Regions from separate parts of the Mus musculus genome. Here region 2 is linked to region 1. A link is a contact called in public promoter capture Hi-C data. All regions are on one chromosome and are shown on one strand. Each heading gives the region's core, a stretch centred on a gene start, on an enhancer-like site or on the middle of the called end of the contact. The rest is flanking DNA. Distances are from core to core; before and after follow the strand shown. Region 1 holds the start of Ypel4 (yippee like 4). Region 2 overlaps Slc43a1 (solute carrier family 43, member 1).

The links. Promoter capture Hi-C pulls out the DNA fragments that hold promoters and counts their contacts.
Region 2: a promoter capture Hi-C map of hippocampal neurons shows a contact between it and region 1, with 2.6 times the contacts expected there. The contact joins the enhancer-like site here to the promoter of Ypel4 in region 1. A contact is called at or near these places in 20 of 39 promoter capture datasets (the 3T3-L1 cell line, 3T3-L1-derived adipocytes, the C10 cell line and 11 more), 1 of 15 datasets of contacts at CTCF or cohesin (embryonic stem cells), 13 of 484 Hi-C or Micro-C datasets (the 3T3-L1 cell line, B cells, the G1E-ER4 cell line and 7 more), 5 of 115 datasets of contacts at active chromatin or transcription factors (the SCID.adh cell line and embryonic stem cells) and 4 of 9 other capture datasets (adipose tissue, embryonic stem cells, liver and 1 more).

Annotation. Positions count from the first base shown.
Region 1 is chr2:84,729,182-84,735,800 of GRCm38.p6, reverse strand. It overlaps Ypel4 (yippee like 4), which reads right to left and starts at 1,597. Exons shown (of 5, transcript NM_001005342.2): 1 at 1,508-1,597.
Region 2 is chr2:84,861,040-84,867,616 of GRCm38.p6, reverse strand. It overlaps Slc43a1 (solute carrier family 43, member 1), which reads right to left. Exons shown (of 14, transcript NM_001083809.1): 13 at 6,118-6,241; 14 at 4,031-4,734. The coding sequence ends at 4,588. Among named protein-coding and RNA genes, the nearest start is that of Rtn4rl2, 22 kb to the left of the region's middle. Within about 2 kb of position 1,331, at least 49 of the 459 cell types and tissues checked have an H3K27ac peak or open chromatin away from gene starts, as enhancers often do. A contact at or near this core is called in the G1E-ER4 cell line, cortical neurons and hippocampal neurons, where this site is marked.

The sequences.
Region 1 (6,619 bases), core at 348-2,847:
AGAGCAACCTTAATAGGAGACAACAGGGTAAGGGGACACCTTATTTTTAAAAGCTGGGCTTTAGGGCACAAGGCAGAAAACATTTCTCCTCCCAGGAGCTAGAGCAAATGCCAGTGCCAGGACAGCAACAGTGAGATAATTGCGGGGATAAGAATCCTGAGACGCTGGGATCTGCTCACACTCCAGTCCCAAAGTAGCTGAGTGCACTGCAGGCAGAGGATAAGGAGGGAAGTGTCTTCTGTTAACTCCGATAAGCAGGTGATGTGCCTCTGCCTCTCTAGTGGAGCATCCTGCAGCTGTAGGTGGGGTGGCCTGTGTCTCCTTCAGAGATGCCCGCTAAGTGCTCTCGTGATGCTAGACCACCAAGCAGAGGAGGCAGCACAGCTTCAGTTACCCACATAAACAGTCTGTTCTCCTGTCCTCCATGGTGGCCATGAGCACCCGATTCTTCTACTGTCTCGAAGGGCTGTCATGCAGTCTCCACAAATCCCCCTGGGTGAGACCATCTTCAGTTTTTGGTCCTCTACTGTTGTCTTGAGTCCCAGGAAGACACCTTGGGCTTAGTTCAGGGTGACATTGTATTCTGGCCCTTCTTGCTACAGTTCAGCATCACTTCCATGATCTTCCTTCAAGTTTGCCTGTAGTTCACCTCAAGGTGCCACCTTGAAACACCTACTTCAAGGGACCAGGAGATGCCAGGTTTGCCCCCTCCCGCTATCTTCTTCCCTAGCCCTGTCCTTCTGTCACTGTCACGCCTCCCTCCCTGTCCCTTTCTGCTTCTCTGTCCAGCAGAGGAGAAGCTGCAAAGGACAAAAAAATAAAATTAAATTAAAAAATCATAAAAAGGAGAGTTGGGGTCACTTCTCCCATTTCTGCCCTCTCTCGTCATGGGGTGAAGCAAATCGGGGAAATTACTGAGGTCAGAAAACAAAACAAAGGTGAGTGCTGGGAAGAGGACGAGTCCCTGAAGCTGAGATGAGGCTGGACTGTGGGAGGTGGGGGGAGCAGAAGGGCTTGTGCCTGGGAAGACTGGCAACTGAGAGCCTAAGTGACAAGGCAGAGACAGGTGGAACCAGGTGCGAATCCAGTGCCTCTCAGGGAATAAAAAGGGGAGGGGGACTTGTGCTCACAACGGATGTATTCAATTGCTTTGAGTTTTCGCCTCCCCCTGGACCAGGCATTTTCAGTATGGTATGGTCCGAATAATTAGCAGAGCAGCCAGCTCCCAGGGCTGACTCTGGGGGTCTGCACCGGTAGCAAAAACAATAAACAGTGATGTCTGATGCCGCAGCCAAAGTTGCCGGGAAATAAGTGCGAGAGAATCGTCAGAGCTTGGGGAAGGATGGAGGAGCTGAGAGAGAGGAGGGAGCGGAGGCAGCAGGGAGGGGGAAGGGAGGACAAAGGGTGGATGAATAATGCTTTTGCAAAGGAGAGAAAGCAACACACAGCAGGAAGAGGTAATTTGCGAAGGGGAAAAATTGATTTGGAGAAGGGCTGCCCCCCTCACCTTGAGGTCTGCTCCAGAGATCTCCGTCTATCTCTTTCAATCTCTCTGTTCACTCTTCTCTCTTCTCTGTTGGTTCCTTCAATTGGGAAGGGGATGGGATTGGGGGAGGGTAGTTGAGGGGCTGAGGTCTGGGACTGCAGGCTGGACAGCTGCTGGGGGGCAGAGGTTGCCTCTTGCTCTGTACCTCGGTCTGTGGGTAAATGTGGCTGTGTGTTGTGGAACTGCATCATAACACTGTGAGTCATCCAACCCCCCACCCCCCTCACCTCCCACGTCAGAGCAGGGCTGGGAGACACAGGAGGCGGGTTGAGAGGGAGGGAGGGGGCAGGCATCAAGGGACCAGGCTAGAGGGGTGATGTTAGGGAGTGGGGGCAGAGAGATGGCTGGCATAGGGGTGTCGATGTAGGTGGTAAGGAAAAGGAGAAATAGGTTGTTAAGGAGCAAGGCTGTGTGACCAAGGAAACGGAACCCGAAGAAGGGCAGGGATGGAGTGAGGGTGGCAGGGAGGGAGCAAGGATGGTGAAGTGAGGTGGATCTAGAGAGAGCCAGGAAGTACACTCGCACTCAACATGATACATTTCCACTTCAACTCTGACATCAGCTCTGATGCAGGGTAAGGTAAAGAAGGATATATTAATTGTCATGGTTGACAAACCAGGCTCTCAAATGTGTTCAGTACTGAGTACTTGGAAGCTTTAATGTCCATTTCATGGCCCCAAAGAAGCCATAGGTCAAATATGACATCTTAAACCCAGGAACCTCTTATCAACTCCCTCCAAACGGTTTGTGCTGCCAATGGAGACACCTATGTGACATGAGGTTCTTAACAGAGCTGTGAACTTTCAGATCCTCAGGGGAACTTCACTCTGCATCCCAAGACTGCAGTGTCTATTGCAAAGTCCAGCATGCTGAAGATATTTGCAAAATAGTTGTTTGCTTTCATCTTCAGACAAGGGCTATGTGTCTGGCTTTGATATCCAAGACACCGGTGTTGAAATCTTAGCTTTGCCAATTATTCACCAGGAACCCTGGGCAAATGACTAATCCTCCTGCACTATACAATTCCTCTTCTGACCAGTGAAGCTAATTCTATTTACCTCCAGAAGAAGTGACTATGTGAGACAGCTTGTAAATTTCCAAAGTGCCTGACATATGATAGGCACTAAGTAAAGAGTAATGAAATTTTAGGTTGTTCCCTCCTTTTGTACTTAACTTTTTTTTGGGGGGGGGTGGTGTTCGAGACAGGGTTTCTCTGTATAGCCCTGGCTGTCCTGGAACTCATTTTGTAGACCAGGCTGGCCTCGAACTCAGAAATCTGCCTGCCTTTGCCTCCTGAGTGCTGGGATTAAAGGCGTGCACCACCACGCCTGGCCTGTACTTAACTTTTAAAATTAGCATTCTAAATTGAATTTTGTTATGGGTTAGTGTTATTTTTATTTTTTTAAGATTTGTTTACTTTATGTATACGAGTACACTGTAGCTGTCTTCAGACACACCAGAAAAGAGTGTCAGATCCCATTACAGATGGTTGTGAGCCACCATGTGGTTGCTGGGAATTGAACTCAGGACTTTTGGAAGAGCAGTCAGTGCTCTTAACCGCTGAGCCATCTCTCCAACCCCCAGGATTAGTGTTATTTCAAAACAGCATTCTCTACATGGGGCAATGAGATGGGCAGGACTGCAAATTCCAGGCCAGTCTGTGTGTCCTGGTAAGATAAGGAGTGGATAAACAGAAACTCTGAACCAATACAGGTGGGAACCATCATCATCATCATCATCATCTCAGAGCATGACTCAAGCTCAGAGGGGATTTTCTATTACAGTTTTGATATTTCAAGAGACATGATGCCAAATGTTTGTCTTATAGAGGGATTACATTTTCCCTTGCTAATTTTTTTACAGTTTTATTTACTTAATTTATATGAGTACACTGTCACTGTCTTCAGACACACCAAAGAGGGCGTCAGATTCCATTACAGATGGTTGTGAGCCACCATGTGGTTGCTGGGAATTGAACTCATCTGGAAGAGCAGCCTTGGTCTTAACTGCTGAGCCATCTCTCCAGCTCCACTATTTATTTATTTATTTATTTATTTAAAATCAGCTTCCAGGTAAAATTCATCTGACCTGGAACACTTTCCATGGAGTGCAGTACTGTGTCTGTCACTAAATTATGTGGGCCCAGAACACGCACCCATCCACAAGACAGAACTCCATTTTATTTCATAGGCTAATTTTCAGAAAATGAAAACTGAAACAGACTCATGGAGAGTAGTTTTGCTATCTATCTCTCTTCTCACATGTGAGGGGTGAAGATTAAGGCAGGGAAAACAGGTAAAGAAAGATCCCATGGGTCCTGTAAGAAGAAAGGGAGATTCTGAATACTCAATTGGGATCAAGTCTGGCGTGTAGGTAAGCTCTGAAGACACAGTGTGTGTATCATGAGGGTTAGTACTAGAGGCCTGAAAATGAGAAGAGCTGGCTGAAGAAAGAAGGACTCTGAAATGATGGTTAGCATCATTCAGGAAGCTGAGGTGAGAGGATCTCTCTCAGTAAGCAGCCAGCCTTAAGTACACAGGGAGTTGCAGGCCAGTCTGGGCTACAGTGTGAGCCTCTGCCTAAAAACAGGCACGCTGGTCATGATGGCTCATGTCTGTGATCCCAGCACTGCAGAAGCAGAGATGGGAGGATCCAGAGTTCAAGGCTCTCAAAATACAAAAGCCAGAAAGAAAGATGGCGGGTGTAACAGATAAAAATGGTAATACTGGAGTTGTGAAGATGGCTCAGCAGGTAAATGCACTTGCTTTCCAAAAGCCTGACTGAAAACCTGAGATCAGTCCCCAGACAGAATCTCTGTCAAGGTCAAAGGACAGGGTCCACTCCAAAGCGTTGTCCTCTGGCCTCTGCACTGTGGCACATTGCCACCCCCACATCATCACCATGACACGCAGCATGATGAGCCCAACAAAGGAAAAAGAAAAGAAGGATAAGAGGAAGATGACTTTGAGGGTCCAGGCTTGAGGAAAAGCAGAGAACAGCCTCTAGGCTGTAGAATTAGAGCTGGAAGCAAAAGGGATGTTCATAAACTTAAATCAACAAAGAAACAAAACTATCAAAGGTTTAGCTGTAGAGAAGGACCAGGACACAGGACAGAGTGATGGGGTGTCCTACGGGGGTCGGGTGCAGGCAGACTGCCAGAGTGCCTGGTGAGATTGGAAATGAAGAGAGTGCAGGCAACAAGCACACTCAAATGGCTTGTATACCGTCCTTTTTCTGTATTTAAGAAGTGAAGTGGAGCAGAGTGTGGTGGTGGTACACGCCTTTAATTCCAGCACTCGGGAGGCAGAGGCAGGTGGATTTCTGAGATCGAGGCCAGCCTGGTCTACAGAGAGAGTTCCAGAACAGCCATGGCTACATGGAGAAATCCTGCCTTGAAAAATCAAAAAAAAAGAAGAAAAAAAAAAAAAAGAAAAAAAAGAAGTCAAGTGGAGAGCAATCTCAAAGGGAGGAGAGGGCTCTTGCTGATTTCAGCTTGAGATGGTTATACACTATCTGAGGAAAGATGAGATGGTTATACACTATCTGAGGAAAGATGCCTTTCAGGTAACTGGGACGCATTGAAAGTGGAAGCAAAGAACCAGACTGGGAAGAGTGAGTTCCGAAGAAAAAGGATTAGGCTACATGCTTGCTAATGGAAGTCTAGAGCTAAAATTCTGAAGAATGAAAAAGGATCAGCCTATGCCGAATAGTTCGTTGAAAAGCTAATGCCTGCATGGTGAATGAATGGCGTAACTAAATCACATCTCCAAAGAAAACTGTGAGAGGTGACAACTACCTGCCTGAAAACTGAGTGCTAGGTAAGACCAGCAAGAGAAAGGTAGACCAGAAAGTTCCCCTGATCTCTCAGTTCAAATTCATCATGTGGGCAAGGATGAACAAAGTATTCACCTGCTTTAAAAACCAAACAAGGGTTGGAAAGATGGCTTAGCAATTGCAGCTCACAGTTATTGGTAACTCCAGTTCCAGGAAATCAGGCCTCTTCTGATCTAGAAGCGCATCAGGCATGCACACAATGCACACACATACTTGTGGACAAAACACTCTTCTACATAAAAATATGTGGGGCAGTTGTGGTTCACACCTTTAGGTCCAACATTCAAGAGGCAGAGGCAGAGAAGATGGATCTCTGAGTTCAAGGCCAGCCTGGTCTATGGAATGAGTTCCAGGAAAGCCAGGGCTACACAGAGAAACCCTTTCTTGAAAAACTGAAACAAACAAACAACCCCAAATCACAAACAAACAGTGTGGGTTGGGTGGAGTAGCTGAAGAGTTGGCTCATGGGTTAAGGGCACTTGTTGCTCTTGCAGAGGTCCTGGATTTGATTGCCACATGGCCTGCTCACAAACATCCAGTGCTCCATCATCTTCTGACTTCTGCAGGTGCCAAGTATGAGCGTGGTCCACATATATACACACAGGCAAAACACTCACACACATACATCTTAAAAAAGAAACCCAGAAAACCTGTAAAATGGAGGTTACAGTTATAACTACAACATAGGATTCTACCTGGGATTAAATGAATATATACCCATACAGCCATGGAACAACACCTAACAGCTAACACTGTGTAATTGTTTGCCCATTATTAGAAACTGATCCGGCCCCCTAAGCTCTTGGTTTAAATGTTTTAGTTATGATTCTCTCGTTGCTATAATCAAATGTTTGACAAAAAGCAACTGAAAGGAGGTTTTTATCTTGATGAATGGTTCGGGAGACAGAGTCAGTCAACACGGGGAAGACATGGCAGTGGCAATGGCATGCAGCTATGGTGGTGAAAACTTGCTTACGTCTGGCCAGATCAGGAAGTAGACAGAGAGGAATGTGGGTCCTTTTTTTGTTTTGTTTTGTTTTGTTTTGTTTTTCGAGACAGGGTTTCTCTGTGTAGCCCTGGCTATCCTGGAACTCACTCTGTAGACTAAGCTGGCCTCGAACTCAGAAATCCACCTGCTTCTGCCTCCCAAGTGCTGGGATTAAAGGCGTGCACCACCACCACCACCCGGCTGGAATGTAGGTCCTTAAGTGGCCTTTCCTTTTCCTCTTCTGATTCAGT
Region 2 (6,577 bases), core at 82-2,581, 130 kb before region 1:
CTCCCCCTTCCCTGTTGCCTCCGCTTTCTTTTTTTCCACCTGGCATCTTCTCCAGGCCAGATATCATCACACCAGAGACAGCCATAGTGTGCGGGGGGGGGGGGGGGGGGGGGCTGTAGAAGGAACTGGGTCCCTATTTTTTTCAGTCCATTTAGCCTTTGCACTGTGTTTCAAAGGTAAGGGCCGTTTTATCTGATTAGGAGGGAAGCTGGTTCCTGAGCCCCCTCGACCGACCAACCGACCGCTGCTGAATCAGATAGCTGGGGGTGCGGGAATCTGCTTTTTTTTCAAGCGGGGAGCTACTGTAAGTGCACTTAAGACTGAGAATCTTGTGAGTGGGGAGGGGAGGAAAGAGGGGAGCAGGCAGCAATGCAAAAGAAAGTTAGAGGTCCTCCCCAAACATACACACATGGAGGAAGCTGTGAGTGAGAATTCTGTGTAGACAGTGGGTACAAATAAAAGATGGAGGATGATAGAGACAGACGTGCTTGCCTGTAAACCCAGTACTAGGGTGGGTGGGGCAAGAGCATAGCAATGAGTTCGAGGCCAGCCTGGGCTATATAGGGAGTTCCAGGCTAACCTGAGCTAGAAATTGAGATCCTGTTTAAACAAAAACACAAGACAGATACTATGAGGAGTGAAAAAAGAGGGATCCAGGTCATATAGGGGTGGGAGGTGGCCAAGATGAGTCTGGGAAGTAGCCGGGGGCAAGACTTTAACACATGCAGGTATGACCACCCATGGCCACCTGAGATTCTGCACTGCTGGACCCAAAATTCAGAGAAGGACAATCACAGACAAACCCTCGCTAGTTTTCTGAGAAGGACCAGAGAGCAAGCGTTTCATTCCTCAAGACCAGTATGCCTCTATAGGGTGAATCCCAGGAATCTATAGGTTCGTGTGTGTCACCTCCTTAACCAGGGCCCTCTGCACCCGCGGGGATTCAGCTGTGTCCAGCATCCTTCTGACCTGTTCTCTCCGGCAGCCCCCAGTCCCAGCTCATCTGCATAAAGTTCCAATTAACACGTTTCCCCAGAGCTGTTTGCGATCCCTGAACTCGCTCCCAACCCAGAGAGCGCTTCCTGCCGCCCCCTCGTCCCTCGGATCGCAGCCCCATTAACCCCTGAGCCCCAGGCGGTTCCCCGTGGCCTCTAGCCAGTCCCTCCGAAGGAGCAAGCGAGCCCGGGACGCATCCCTGGGCGGTGGACCTCTCAAAGGGCGGGGCAGAGGCTGGGGCTCCTTGGGAAACCACAGGCGCTTGCCCGCCCCTCTTTCTGGGAAGAGATGAGGAGGGGGACTTCTCCCGGGAGACTCGGGCGTCGAAATTCCTCGTTCCTCATCCTCCGGCCCCCGCACCCCTCCTCCCGGCAAGGCACCCTCTCCCCTCCCCAGCCATCTGTTCCTCTAGGCAGCGCCGCGACAAACACGGCTCTAGCTTGCTTCCGTCCCTACCCAGCCCCCTCCCCAAACTCTCCCATCCCCAGGAATGGAACAATGATGACACCCCTCTCCTAGAAGGTCCACACGTCGACCTCCACCTCTCACTCAGCCCCTGCCTCAGCTGCGCAGAGTTAGCTGTGGAAGTCCCTTTCCTCCGGAGGGTCCGTGGGGCCTGAGAGAGAGTGCAAGACTGGTGGGTCTGGGAAGAAGAGACGTCGAGAAAGGGCAGAGCAACCAGAGGTAGGGAAACTGAGGCATAGGTGCCAGAAGCGTGGATTTCAGCACAGTGGTCGGGGGTTCCCCTACTGGCTTGCCACCCCCTACTTGGCCACCCTCAAACACGTAGCGCCGCCTGCTGGGCATACTGAGTACCGCGCGCCCACACGCTGGGCTTCCACCACCTGCCTTCATCAGAGAACTGACTGGTGGGATGCCAAACAGGTCACTAGATGGCTTGAGGCTCACAAAATTAGAGTCCTGGGCAGAGAGCAGGGAGACCCCGGCAGGGCCTTTGGGAGCTAGCCAGCCTCACTGACAGGATTTCTCCCATTCTGAGATTGTGTGTGTGTGTGTGTGTGTGTGTGTGTGTGTGTGTGTGTGTGTGTGCACAAAAGGCCACATAGAGAGTCAGGAGTCTGCTTAAAGCAACCATCTGCTGCGTGACTTCTCTCCAGACCTCGTGCAGTTTTGTCATTTGAAGATGGGTGGGCCATTCTTTATTTATTCCTCAAGAGAACTCAGAACGAGCAGGGAAGCACAGCTTATTTGGAATGTTATCTTCCAGCCCTAACATTTGGGGGGGGGTCCTCCATGGGGTAAGGGTCAAGAGAGTGGATCCGGACTTTTACTGGGGTCACTCCAAAGTCAGAGATAGTGGTGCTAATCAACCAGCAGTTGGGAAGCTGAGGCAAGAGGATTGAACATGGGAGGCTAGTCCCAGCTACAGTGAGTTCTCTAGGCTAGTTTACCTTAGGCTGACATGCGAACCCTGCAAACCTACTAACAAGTCACCCATCCCAGAGAACTAGTACACCTGGGTAATCCCTTCTGCCCCTGACTGCCAATGGGATAGGCTTCTGTAGTCATATTGCTACCTGCCCTTGCCTGAACACTCTGCCTCTGTGTACTGCATGGCTTTGCCTTCATCTTTCTAGGTGTTTTCCAAACCCCACAAAGCAGTGAATTACTAACCTCTCTGACTCTAGGGGGGGTGGTGTGGATGACAGATTCTCAGCAGGCATCCGTGGTCCTGTCAGTCTATGACTAACTGCTAAGACTTTATGTCCCAAGGCACAGACCAGTGGTGGCCTGGGATAAACAAGGTCACATCTTCCTGGAGTGTCGCTCAGTACTTAAGATGGTGTTCTCTTTACATGTGAGTAATTCTAAAGCCTCCCTTTAATGTTTAAAGTAAATGTAAAAATAGCGGAACACAGCTCAGAATTTGCCTGATGTCTTAAGATAAAATAGGAGGCAACAAATAGGCATTGCATTCTGCAGGCCTCAGACATGTGCCTTGGTGGCAGAAAGGTTTGAATCATTCTTTAATGTCTCCTCTCTCTCTCTCTCTCTCTCTCTCTCTCTCTCTCTCTCTCTCTCTCTCTCTCTCTCTGTGTGTGTGTGTGTGTGTGTGTGTGTGTGTGTGTGTGTGTGTGTGTGTCTGAAGCTCAGGCTGGCCTGGAATTTACTATGTAGCCCAGGCTAGTTTCACACTCATGGCAATCTTCCTACTTCAGCCTTCAAGGATCCACCACATCTGGGTCTTAAGTATGTCCTCCTTAAGCATTTGCCATTGTTTCTTGTAAGGAGAAAGGGCAGCTTGTGAGGTAGAGTCTAAAACCCTGGGGAGACAGAAACTGAACTTCCTTTAGACACTAATGTGTGGTGAATGAGCATGGCCTCTATAGGCTCAGAGATCTGAATACTTGGTCCCCAGCTGGTGGAACCCTTGGGGAAGGATTAAGAGGAATAGCCTTCTCCAGGAGGTGTGTCACTGGGCTTTGAGGTTTCAAAAACCCACACCATTTCCATTTAGCTTTCTCTCTTTTTCCCTTGATTGTTGTCTCCTAATGTGAGCTCTCAGCTCCTGCCCCAGCACCATGGCTGCCTCCTGTCATGCTCCCTGCTGTGGAAGTTAGGGACTCAAAGCCCTCAGAAACTGTAAGTTCCTTCAAACTCTTCCTTTTTTAAAGTCATCATGGTGTCTGTACAACAGGAAAATAACTAAGACAGATAGCAAGGCAGTAAGTACATAGTTGAGAAGAGGAAGATGGCTAGACAAATAATGGTCAGGCAGACAGACAGACAGACAGACAGACACACACACTAACACACACACACAACACACACATTGTATTGTTTTTCAAGGCAGGGTTTCTCCATGTAGCGCTGGCTGTCCTAGAACTCACTCTGAATACTGGAGTGTGAGCAATCAGGTCCTCTGGAAGAGCAACCAGGGCTCTAAGTACTGAACTATCACTCCAACCCCACCAAGCATCCTTCCTAAAGGCCCAGCCAAGCATGGGTGAGGCAGAGGGATAGAGTTCTGGAAAGACAACAACCTACTCCTCCAGTCACAGATACACACCAGCCAGATTTCATTTCCCTTTTTATTTCCTCTAAGACCTGTAAGAAACAGCATCAGGGAGGGAACCCGCCCTCCAGCCCCCACACCCCATCCTGGATACAGCCAGCCCCTCAGTCCTTCTCCTGCAGGAAAGGATGCAATATGCATGTGCGTAACATATATGTGTGCACACTTGGCGGCTGGAATCTTAGTGTGGTCTGTTCACTGATCCCATGAGTTTTCAGAAGGCAACTCCACAGAGGCTCCTAGGCCAAGTGTGGAGAAAGGGCAGCCCCACACTTTCTTTTCAAAGACGATGGCCCAATACCACTGGAACGGGCACTGTCTTCAGTTGATGGATAGCTTGGTTGGGGGGAGTTTTTTAAGGGCTGTTTTTGGTTTGGGGGTTTTGTTCTGTTTGTTTCCTTTTTTGCAAGTCCCTACAAAAATAGAACTCTTAGTATTTATAAATCCACAGAACCCGGCTCTATGAACACGATGCAGGTAGAAAGCCACAGGCCATTCCCTTCGGTTTATCAGGCCTTGACTGCCTGTCCTCCAAGTCTCTTGGCCTCAGGAGTCTATGTAGCCACCTTCGAAGTATTGAGCACCTTCTGTGGGTCTACCAAATTGGTGGCATACTCTCTCTGCAGGCGAGACCGGTAGTAGTAGAGGTAGGAAGGTAGGAGAAATCCCAGGAACGAGAGAAGTAGGAGGCCCAGGTTCACCTGTAGAACATGGAAAGAAAAGCAAAGGAAGCCACATCCTTACTGGCTGGACACATCTTCTTCAGGGACCTGCCTAAGACTCCCATCATGGAGGAGAAAGTAGCCATCTGTCCTCCAGGCCCAGGATCAGAAGAAATATGGTCAGACCTAATGGGTGTGTTGCCTGTCCCACCAGCATGTTAGATGGTCAGCAACCTGGCAAAGGGGCTGAGGTGAAGTATAGGAAATAACAAGGAGGCCCCACAATGCAACACTCTCACGAGTGGAGGCACCTATGCCCCTGAAGGCAGACTCATGGCAGCCAGTAAGATCCCACTGGTATGACAAGAAGAGGCTCTTGGTCATTGTCAAAGGAGCCAGAGCCAGCCTGGAGCACACACCCAGGGCCGTGACCTTCACCAGCTCATGGGAATCACAGCCTGCTCCCTCCATGATTCATGTGCAACTCTGGGCAAAACTCTCAACTCTGAGTTCCTCTTTCACAGGTCGACTGTGGCAAAGACTGAGCAAAAGAAACCCCCCCCCCATGCTCATTGCACAAGAACTGCTCAGCAAACTGTGGGGAGGGTCATATGTCAAGTTCTCTCAGAAAGAGGGTTCACAGGTGAGTGTCCCACAAGCAGAAATGCTGTCAGGGAGGAGGGTGAGAGTTCTGCAAGGAAGGGACCTCATGCAGGCAGGGGCAGGCAATCTGCCAGTGAACATCCCAGTCAGGTGGGGAGGAACCCTGAGAAAGGATGCCTCTGCAGGTCAATGGGAATGGGACCAGAGGTACCTGAATGCAGTCCCAGGGGCCATGACCAGGATAGTACCCAACCTACCAGGGACCTTATGCCAACAAATCAATGGGAAAAGCTCTTTCAGAACATGCGTGAGGACCAACATCCACATCCCCAAAATCATCTAAATACTGCATGGGAGTGGTGGGCCACCTGTAATTCCAGTTGCCTGGAGAAAAACTGCTTAACTAGACGATTCACACTGTTAAGTTATGAGTTCAACTAAAAGGCCCTGCCTCAGGGGATAAGGTGGAAAACAATCTGGAAATACTCCCAATGTTAACCATGAGCCTCCACATACACACACAAATGCACACACACAAGCATAGATACAGTCATGCACACTCACCACACACATGCTAAAGTTTAATAAAATAGAATACAAGCAGACTGTTGGAACCAGATCAGGAGAGAGACTGATCTGAGATGTGTGGCTTTTAACTCTCTGGGAAGGTTCTGATGAAAAGCCAGCCTGAGAGACCCAGATTAGATATCTCTAAGGCACCTCCTGGTTGAGATGCGAGGAGTGAGGGGTTCTAGCACACACCAACCCCTCCCCCTTCCCCAGTACTTCCCCTGGGTCTCATGTTCAACCGGCTCTCACCCAGAAGGGATCTCCATGCAGGGGTCCCACCATGGCCATGAAGAGTAGCTGTTGCAGCAGAGCAAACACGGCACTGATGAGAGACTGAAGACCTGTCAGTGTCCCAAAATGATTGGACGGGAACCTATCCAGAGGGACATCAAAGAGTCAGAGGCGAGACCCCCTGATGCCCAGCACCCATCCTGCTCCCTCCCCAGATATCACTGTGTTGGCCAGGAGGATTGTTCCTTGAAGAATTCAGACTCTGCATGTAGCCTCTGGTCCCTGCCCTCAAAGTTATATGCCACTTCAGAGCCAGCAGGCTGGGTTCAGTCACCCACTGCCTGTGTGGTCATTGTCACAGAGAAGTGGAGAACTGCAAGGTCTTGCAAATGGAGATGAGGTGGCCAGAGGTGGCCATGCTAAAAGGACAGCTAGATAATTAGTAATCCAGCCCATGTTAAAAGCAGAGTAGGCATGT